2 separate regions of the Sus scrofa genome follow, and region 2 is linked to region 1. A link is a contact called in public HiChIP or PLAC-seq data. All regions are on one chromosome and are shown on one strand. Each heading gives the region's core, a stretch centred on a gene start, on an enhancer-like site or on the middle of the called end of the contact. The rest is flanking DNA. Distances are from core to core; before and after follow the strand shown. Region 1 holds the start of TMEM183A (transmembrane protein 183A). Region 2 holds the start of MYBPH (myosin binding protein H).

Region 1 (3,300 bases), core at 410-2,909:
ACTAAAGTTTTCTACAGACAAAAAGGCTGGAGGACATGAGTGGGGGATTCCACTGTGGGAAGGCCTCACAGGGTCCTGCTCGGTAACAAAAGGCCAGTGGTTTGCACCTAATGAACATCTATGTACTAAGTAATTAGATTAAAAAAGAGAAGACTCCTCCTAAATATCTCACGGTGGCACTCTGGTGGGTCCAACAGGTGGAACTGAGGTAGGAGGTAGGCCTCTGGGCTGTGAACAGCTGGGGCTTGTTAGTCTGAGTAAATTGGACCTTGCTTCTCTTTGACACTTCAAGGAAGTTAATGGCGGGCGGGAGCTGGGCTCAGCTGGAATAAAAAGATTACCACTGCAATCACTCCTGGGGTAAAGGAGACCTCCTCAATTTCACGTGTGCATAAAGACTCCTGGGGGTCAAAAAGGAAGGGGGGTGCCAGGTCATAATAAGTCCTGATACCATCCCAGAACCCTTTGCTTTAGAATCCATCTTGACCAAAAGATGAGCATGCAACTGGGGAAGGTCCAGTAAGGTGTGAGAAATATAACAAGATAATCAGCCAAAGGAAAGCAAAGACGCTAAAGAACTGTCCTAAATAAGCAATTTAAATCATCTCTCTGGTGCACTCCTCACTGGGGGCAGGGGATGTCCACACACACACTCCTACTTTGGGTATGTATTACTGCCTTGCTTCTGCCATAGATAAATGGACTACTTCTCTGTGCTCTCCCACATGTTGTATTGCGTTTCTAACAATAAACTTTATACCAGCTTTTATAGTCTTTGCCTCCTTAAAACATTCTTGCTTTCAACAGGGAGCAAGAATCAGGGCAATTCTGCTTTCAGTCTCTAGCTGGTCTAGTAACTAGAATTCTTGGTTTTCATGCAGGCTGCCCAGGTTCAACTTCTGAGGAGAGAATTAAGATCTCGTTTCAAGCTATCATCCACTGCTATCTCTCCAACATCAGGAGTCTTGGTCCCTAAATAAGTACCATGCTCCTCAAACCAAGATTAGCACATTCAGGAAGCTGCAATGAAATTATGACACAAAACCTAACATAGGACACATGATAACTTATTTATCCTGGTGACACTAGACAAGGATCCTGCTCCCTCACAGTTCTATAACCATCCTTTCCTCATCCATCCTTCTAGTATTTAGTTTGGTGGATAGTGGTAAATCAATAAACTTTTAAGAACCCCTCCCTCAACTTTGAGAATTCAGAAATTTTATCTTTTGTATAAGAAATTGGAGTTAAGACTCTTAAAGGCCCGTGTTGGACTAGCAGGAGGTCTATGTGGCCTGGGAGATGTAACACGAAGATGAAAATATATGTGCTTTTGGGGGTACTGAAGTGAAACTGAAGTGTGGACAGCAGCAGCAGCAGCAGTGAAACCTGAGAGACCTGACTGTAAACTCAATTCTAATCAATGCGGATGTAGGTTTCCGGTCTAAGACACCAAATCATCTCACAAAAGGAAGGGCAAAATCCCACACTGCCCAAAACAGCAGCCACCTACCCAAAGAAAACCCAGACGCAGGTTGATCTGTAGCCGCTGGATGATGACGTACTCCCCAGACCAGATTGGTGATTGGTTTCTGAAGAGGGGCGTCGGCGGTCAACGCGACGTGGAGCCCTAGCCTAAGTCCTCGCGAGAGCTGCGGTCTCCGGAGGGGATGGCCGCGGAGCCGGGCGGACTTGGCCCTTGGCTCCAGGATCCTGCTCCCTGGCCCGAAACATGGCCGGGGGTCCTGGCCCACTAACACGGCCTCGCCCCGACACAGTCGCCATGCCCAAGAGAGGGAAGCGACTCAAGTTCCGGGCCCAAGACGCCTGCTCTGGGCGAGGTAGGGAGGGGGCGAAAGCTTTGAAAGGCTTGGGGCTGGAGGCAGGTGGGGGGCAGGACAGCGCCGTGGCGAGTGCTTGCGCTCCTGCGACCGGAGGGCGGCCAGGGCTGGGGACTTGGAGTGAGCAGGAAATCTCGGTGGGAGAAAGCTGACGAGAGAAGGCATCCTCCTTTGAGGGTTGGTGCTGTGTTTCAGTGACCGTGGCGGATTATGCCAACTCGGATCCGGCCGTCGTGAGGTCTGGAAGGGTCAAGAAAGCCGTCGCCAATGCTGTTCAGCAGGAAGGTAGGCTTCCGACGAATCTTTTAAGACTCAGGCAGTGAAGAGAGAAATTGGTGTTTTATTTTCCTGGGATCCTGCCTCGGTATTTTTCTTGCAGTCCTTTGGTCTCTTCCTGCAAACGTGTTTGCTCTTCTAAATGGTTACTCATATATTCAGAGAAGGGGAAATATTACCAAGAGCAGTAGGAGTTTCTAGAGCAGAAATATTTTTTTTCCATCTTTCCATTAAAAATAAAATCTTTTTAAAAATAAAATAAAATCTTTAAGGAACTCTTCTGTGATTTCCACTGCATTCTTCTGGGTTATTAATCTTTTTCCTGTAGTTCACATATATTCTCCATTTAATTCTGCAGTTTGCTTTTTAGTGTAATAACCTTGAACTATTGCTTTGCCCATGCTTCTCTTACTTTCAGCTTCTTACTTGAGGTTTGTGTTTTTATGATATGTAATGTCTTCAGCCCAGGAATAGGGTTAAATTGGATTTAATTCGTCTCAAGCATTGCTTCTCAGAAGTTATGCAAATTGAAAATAGCATTGACCTTTTACTTTTACCTTGCAGAATGGAAGAATAATTCACTTTCTTTCTTCAGGTCTGAAGCAGTTTATGCAATTTTGGAGTCAGTTTGCCCATTGCTTTCCAATTTTTTTGTACTTAAGCTACTCTTTAAAAAAGATTCTCAGCTTTCTTTAGCTAGCTTTCAAACTGCTTTTGCTTTTTTTTCCTTTTTCCTTTTCCTCATGGATGCTGATATCCTGCCTAAGCCATGGAACTCTGCCATTTCATTCTCTTCTTATTTTCTTCTAGTAAAATCTCTTTGTGGCTTGGAAGCCTCCCAGGTTCCTGCAGTGGAAGCTCTTTCTGGGGCTGGTGAGCCTTGTGACATCATCGACAGCAGTGATGAGATTGATGCCCAGGAGGAAAGCATCCATGAGAGAACTGTCTGCAGAAAAAAGAAAAGCAAGAGGCACAAAGGTACAGGGCCTGCTGTCTTTTGGATTATTAATCCTATCTGTGGTAATAACTTGAAGTCATCATTTTTTCAGTAGCATAAAAGGTAATACCAGTGGAGAACCAGAGTTGGGATCTTAGTAGTGAGACAGGACTTTTATATACCAGGGAATTTTATTTATGTCTAAATTTGAGAGGAGAGGAGATTGATAATAGCAGATTTCTGGAA
Region 2 (3,601 bases), core at 788-3,287, 170 kb after region 1:
CCTGATCAGCCCTGGGACGGGAGCAAGGGTAGGCTTGAGGCTAATGCACCCTACAAATAGAAATCTTTGCAAGGGGACAGCAGCTGGCTTCCCAGGTTCCCAGTATGGCACTGGCCTCTGGGGATGGAGAAACTTTCACGGGCCTTTTGCAGGCATGCGTCTTCCTCCACTAGGGATGTGGTGCAGCAAGAGGCAAGGAAACACCTCTTTGTTTCAAAATTTGGGGGAGAATCTGGAACCCAAGCACTATGAAATGAGCTTCCGTGGTCTCTGATGGGATTAAGATTGGATAGGAGGAAGAACTGAATGACTCTAAGCACTGGGACCCTGAGGCAGGTGACCTGGGGAGCTTGAGCTTTCATTTCTGAGGGTCAAGAAGCCCTTCTCCCAACTCTTGGGGGCAGGGCCACTCAGGGAAATGGCCTCTTTGACCTCCAGAGGCCCCTTGCTGCTGAGGAACCTGGAGTTCTCTTGAGGCAAGATGGTGATAGCAGGTGGCTTGTGCACGTGAGTGTGGGATGGGGGAGAGGGCTGCCCTGCTCGCTTTGCCCATTGGCTTCAGTTTCTCCACCCATTAGACAAGGATCCTGGCAGTGGGGCGGGGGTAGGGGTGCGGTGCAAGAAGATGAAGGGATGAGCTTTACCAATGGTCTCTTGGATGTGGACAGGCTGATCCAGCACAGCCGGTGGGCCAGCCCCTGCAGAGCTCACCGCAGTCACACGCACGAAGAACTTGTCACCCAGAGCCAGGTTCCGCACGGTCTGCTGGGTCACCATCATGGGCCGGGTGTTCACAGGCACCCACTCCAAGGCTGAGGGAAATGAAGAGAGTGCATGGCCATGGCTCCATGGCCGTGGGCACCCTTCTCAGTGCAGCCACCCTTCTCAATGGTGATCGGAGGAAGCTGAAGTTTTGGAGCCTGCATTTCCCAACGCTCTCCCTCCCTGCCTCTTATTGTTAAATTGCATCAAAGACACCTGATGTTAGAGCCCTCAAGTGGTGACCAGAGAGAGTTGGACACATCTGCCAAGTCACACAGCAAGCTAGGGGCAAAGGCAGAGGCCAGGCTGAGCTTGACTGTCATGGAGATGGACAGCAGGACAGTGGCATCAGGAATTTGGCCAGAGACCCCGCCGCTGCCTATTTCTCTTCACTGTCTCCTCCTCTGACTTAGCCCTCCCCCTCAGTTTCTCTGCTCTCAGCCTTCTGCTTGCCCTCCCCAAGCAGTGTCCTGTGAGACTTAGCACAGCCTTCGTTCTCACGGAGCTGTGCCCCGGTGTCCCCAACTCTTCTTTCGGGAGCTCAAGGACAAGGGGCCTCCTTAGGTGGTTTGGACATCTTCCTGCTCTCAGAGGGGCATTGGTGGAGCAAGAAGCCTTGGGTGAGTGGGTTGAAAGCATTGCTTCTCCCATCCCTCCTCCTGGACTGACCCAACTGCAGAACTGGGGGCTTGTCCCTGCTGCCCTCCAATCCCCCCTCCCTGCGTGTATTCAGGGCTCAGCCCAGAGCTCACCTCCCTCTCGGCGGAGTTCCAGCACGTAGCCCTGGAAACCCAGCTTCCCTAGCCACTCCGGGGGCTCCCAGCTCACAGTCACCGAGCTATCACCCACGTCCTCCACGGCCAGCAGCAGCGGGGCACTGGGGACATCTGAGGGAGAAGCAGGGGAAGGGGAAGAGGTTCATGGCCAAAAGCTCTCCACCCACCACTCCCTGCCATGCCTGCCACCCTCCTCCACCTGTCCCCCCTCTTGTCACCTTCACTCCGAGGTGCTGGTTTACTGGCTGCTGGGGCATCGGGGGCAGGTACATGAGGGGCAGGTTCCTGTGGCTTGGGAGTCTGCTCTTCCCCCGTAGACTTCGGAGCTGCCACTTCTCCAGAGGGCTCTGTGGCGGGCACATTTGCAGATTCAGAGGCAGTCTCCTCTGGACCACAGTCGGGGGCCTCCAAGGTGGCTTTTCCTGTCATTGCTGGGGCTGGCTGAGGGGTCAGGCTGGAGTGTGCAGGGATTAGCAGTGGAGGGTCTGTGCTTCCAGGGTGCCTGGGACACCTAGGTCCAGGCATATATAGTCAGGGGGGCTGCCCCACCCCCAAGCAAGTGATTCCCAGCTGTGGGGTCAGGTCAGGCAGGGGGACCAGAGCGTGGGAGGAGCCTAAGCCAGGAATAGCTCTGGGGGAGGAACTGTAAGGGTCCCTTGAGGAGCACGGGACCTTGTCCATCACCCTGATTGGATCTCAGTAGCTGGGGTTCTGGTGCCCAGATGGGAGGAGGGTACAGATGGGTGAGATGGGACTTGCCGGGAGCCTGTGCCAGGGGTCAGGGCATTTGGGAACAAGAGCTTTCATCTGGAGAATAAACCCAGATCAAGCTCTGCATGTTTGGCTTCTGTGGGGCCCTTGTGCTCAAGGCTTCTCAGCTTGGGTGCTGGGGTCCAGACAGCCTGAAACAGGCTTCCCCAGAGAGCACTCCCTGCTTTGTTGCCAGGGAATTCCCACAATTCCCTGGTCCTCACGTTCCCAAGGAGCTTCACCTGTGCTGTGTGAGGTTGAGGGCCAAGAAAAGGAGGGCATTGGGATGCCTGAGGCGGGGATGATTGGAGGAGGATCTTAGGGCAATGGGACCCCAGGAAGGGAAACTAAGTCCCCTGGTCACCCAGCCTCCCCAACCCCTGGCCTGGCCCTTGGTCTCCCTCTCTGCTAAAGACAGCACCGTGAGAATCCCCCACCTAGCCCTTGAGGGTGGAATAAAGTCGTAAGGAAGATCTGGAAGAGAACTTGGAGGAGGACAGCACTCTGAGACTTCTAGAGGCTTCAAAGCAGGGCATGGCATGGACACGTACATGCCATGGGGAAAATGAGGCAGGCAGGACCAAATTGCTAGTCATTGAGTCATTCATCCAGTAAAACGTTAAGACTGGTGATGATTTAATAACCCTGAAAATAACATGTGTTAGGGAGGAGGGGGAGGAACGAGAACACCCATTGCTGGTGGGAGTGTAGATGGGAGCATTCTCTTTGGACAAAAGTGGGTGAGCATCTGGTCAAGTTGAAAATGTTCAAACTCTATGGCCCACCCCAGAAACCCTCACACCTGCACCCCAGGAGACACACATGCCAATGCTGACAGCAGTGTTGTCTGCAGTCGCCAAATCTGGAGAAAGCAGCCCTCCCTCAACAAGGGGATCCATAATTAACTGTGCAGTGTCTCTGCACCTAGAAACCAAAACTAGAATAAAAGCTTCAGCTACACGGGTGATCTAACAGACATAATGGGGAGCAAAAGGAGCTGGACACACAGAGTGGTGTGATTCCCACTCGTGTTCAATTCACACACAGGCGGCACCAGCTCTCTTCTTCAAGGGGCATCTCTACAAAAGAAGACAGGGAGAGTCAGGAGAGTGCTGGCCTCTGGGGGCAGCGACGGGGATGTATGTGATTGGAGCTCAGGGCCACTAATGAGGTCTTGATTCCTGTCCTGCGTAATGGTTACACAGGCTTTCACTATAAAGGAATTCTTTCAATTAAATAAATACATTTTATGCACTCTTCAGCATGGATGATATAGCTCACAACTGAAAAATAAATACACATGGAATTTATTT

Evidence for each region. HiChIP or PLAC-seq counts read pairs in DNA pulled down with a chosen protein or histone mark.
Region 2: a contact with region 1 is called in an H3K27ac HiChIP or PLAC-seq map of skeletal muscle. The contact joins the promoter of MYBPH here to the promoter of TMEM183A in region 1. A contact is called at or near these places in 1 of 47 Hi-C or Micro-C datasets (skeletal muscle) and 1 of 2 datasets of contacts at active chromatin or transcription factors (skeletal muscle).

What each region holds. Positions count from the first base shown.
Region 1 is chr9:113,711,422-113,714,721 of Sscrofa11.1, forward strand. TMEM183A (transmembrane protein 183A) reads left to right here and starts at 1,660. Exons shown (of 8, transcript NM_001243927.1): 1 at 1,660-1,841; 2 at 2,037-2,126; 3 at 2,928-3,095. The coding sequence starts at 1,733. LOC100513809 (alpha-1,3-mannosyl-glycoprotein 4-beta-N-acetylglucosaminyltransferase C-like) reads right to left here and starts at 1,570. Exons shown (of 4, transcript XM_021063626.1): 1 at 1,514-1,570.
Region 2 is chr9:113,880,458-113,884,058 of Sscrofa11.1, forward strand. MYBPH (myosin binding protein H) reads right to left here and starts at 2,038. Exons shown (of 10, transcript NM_001033014.1): 1 at 1,757-2,038; 2 at 1,515-1,649; 3 at 645-812. The coding sequence starts at 1,967.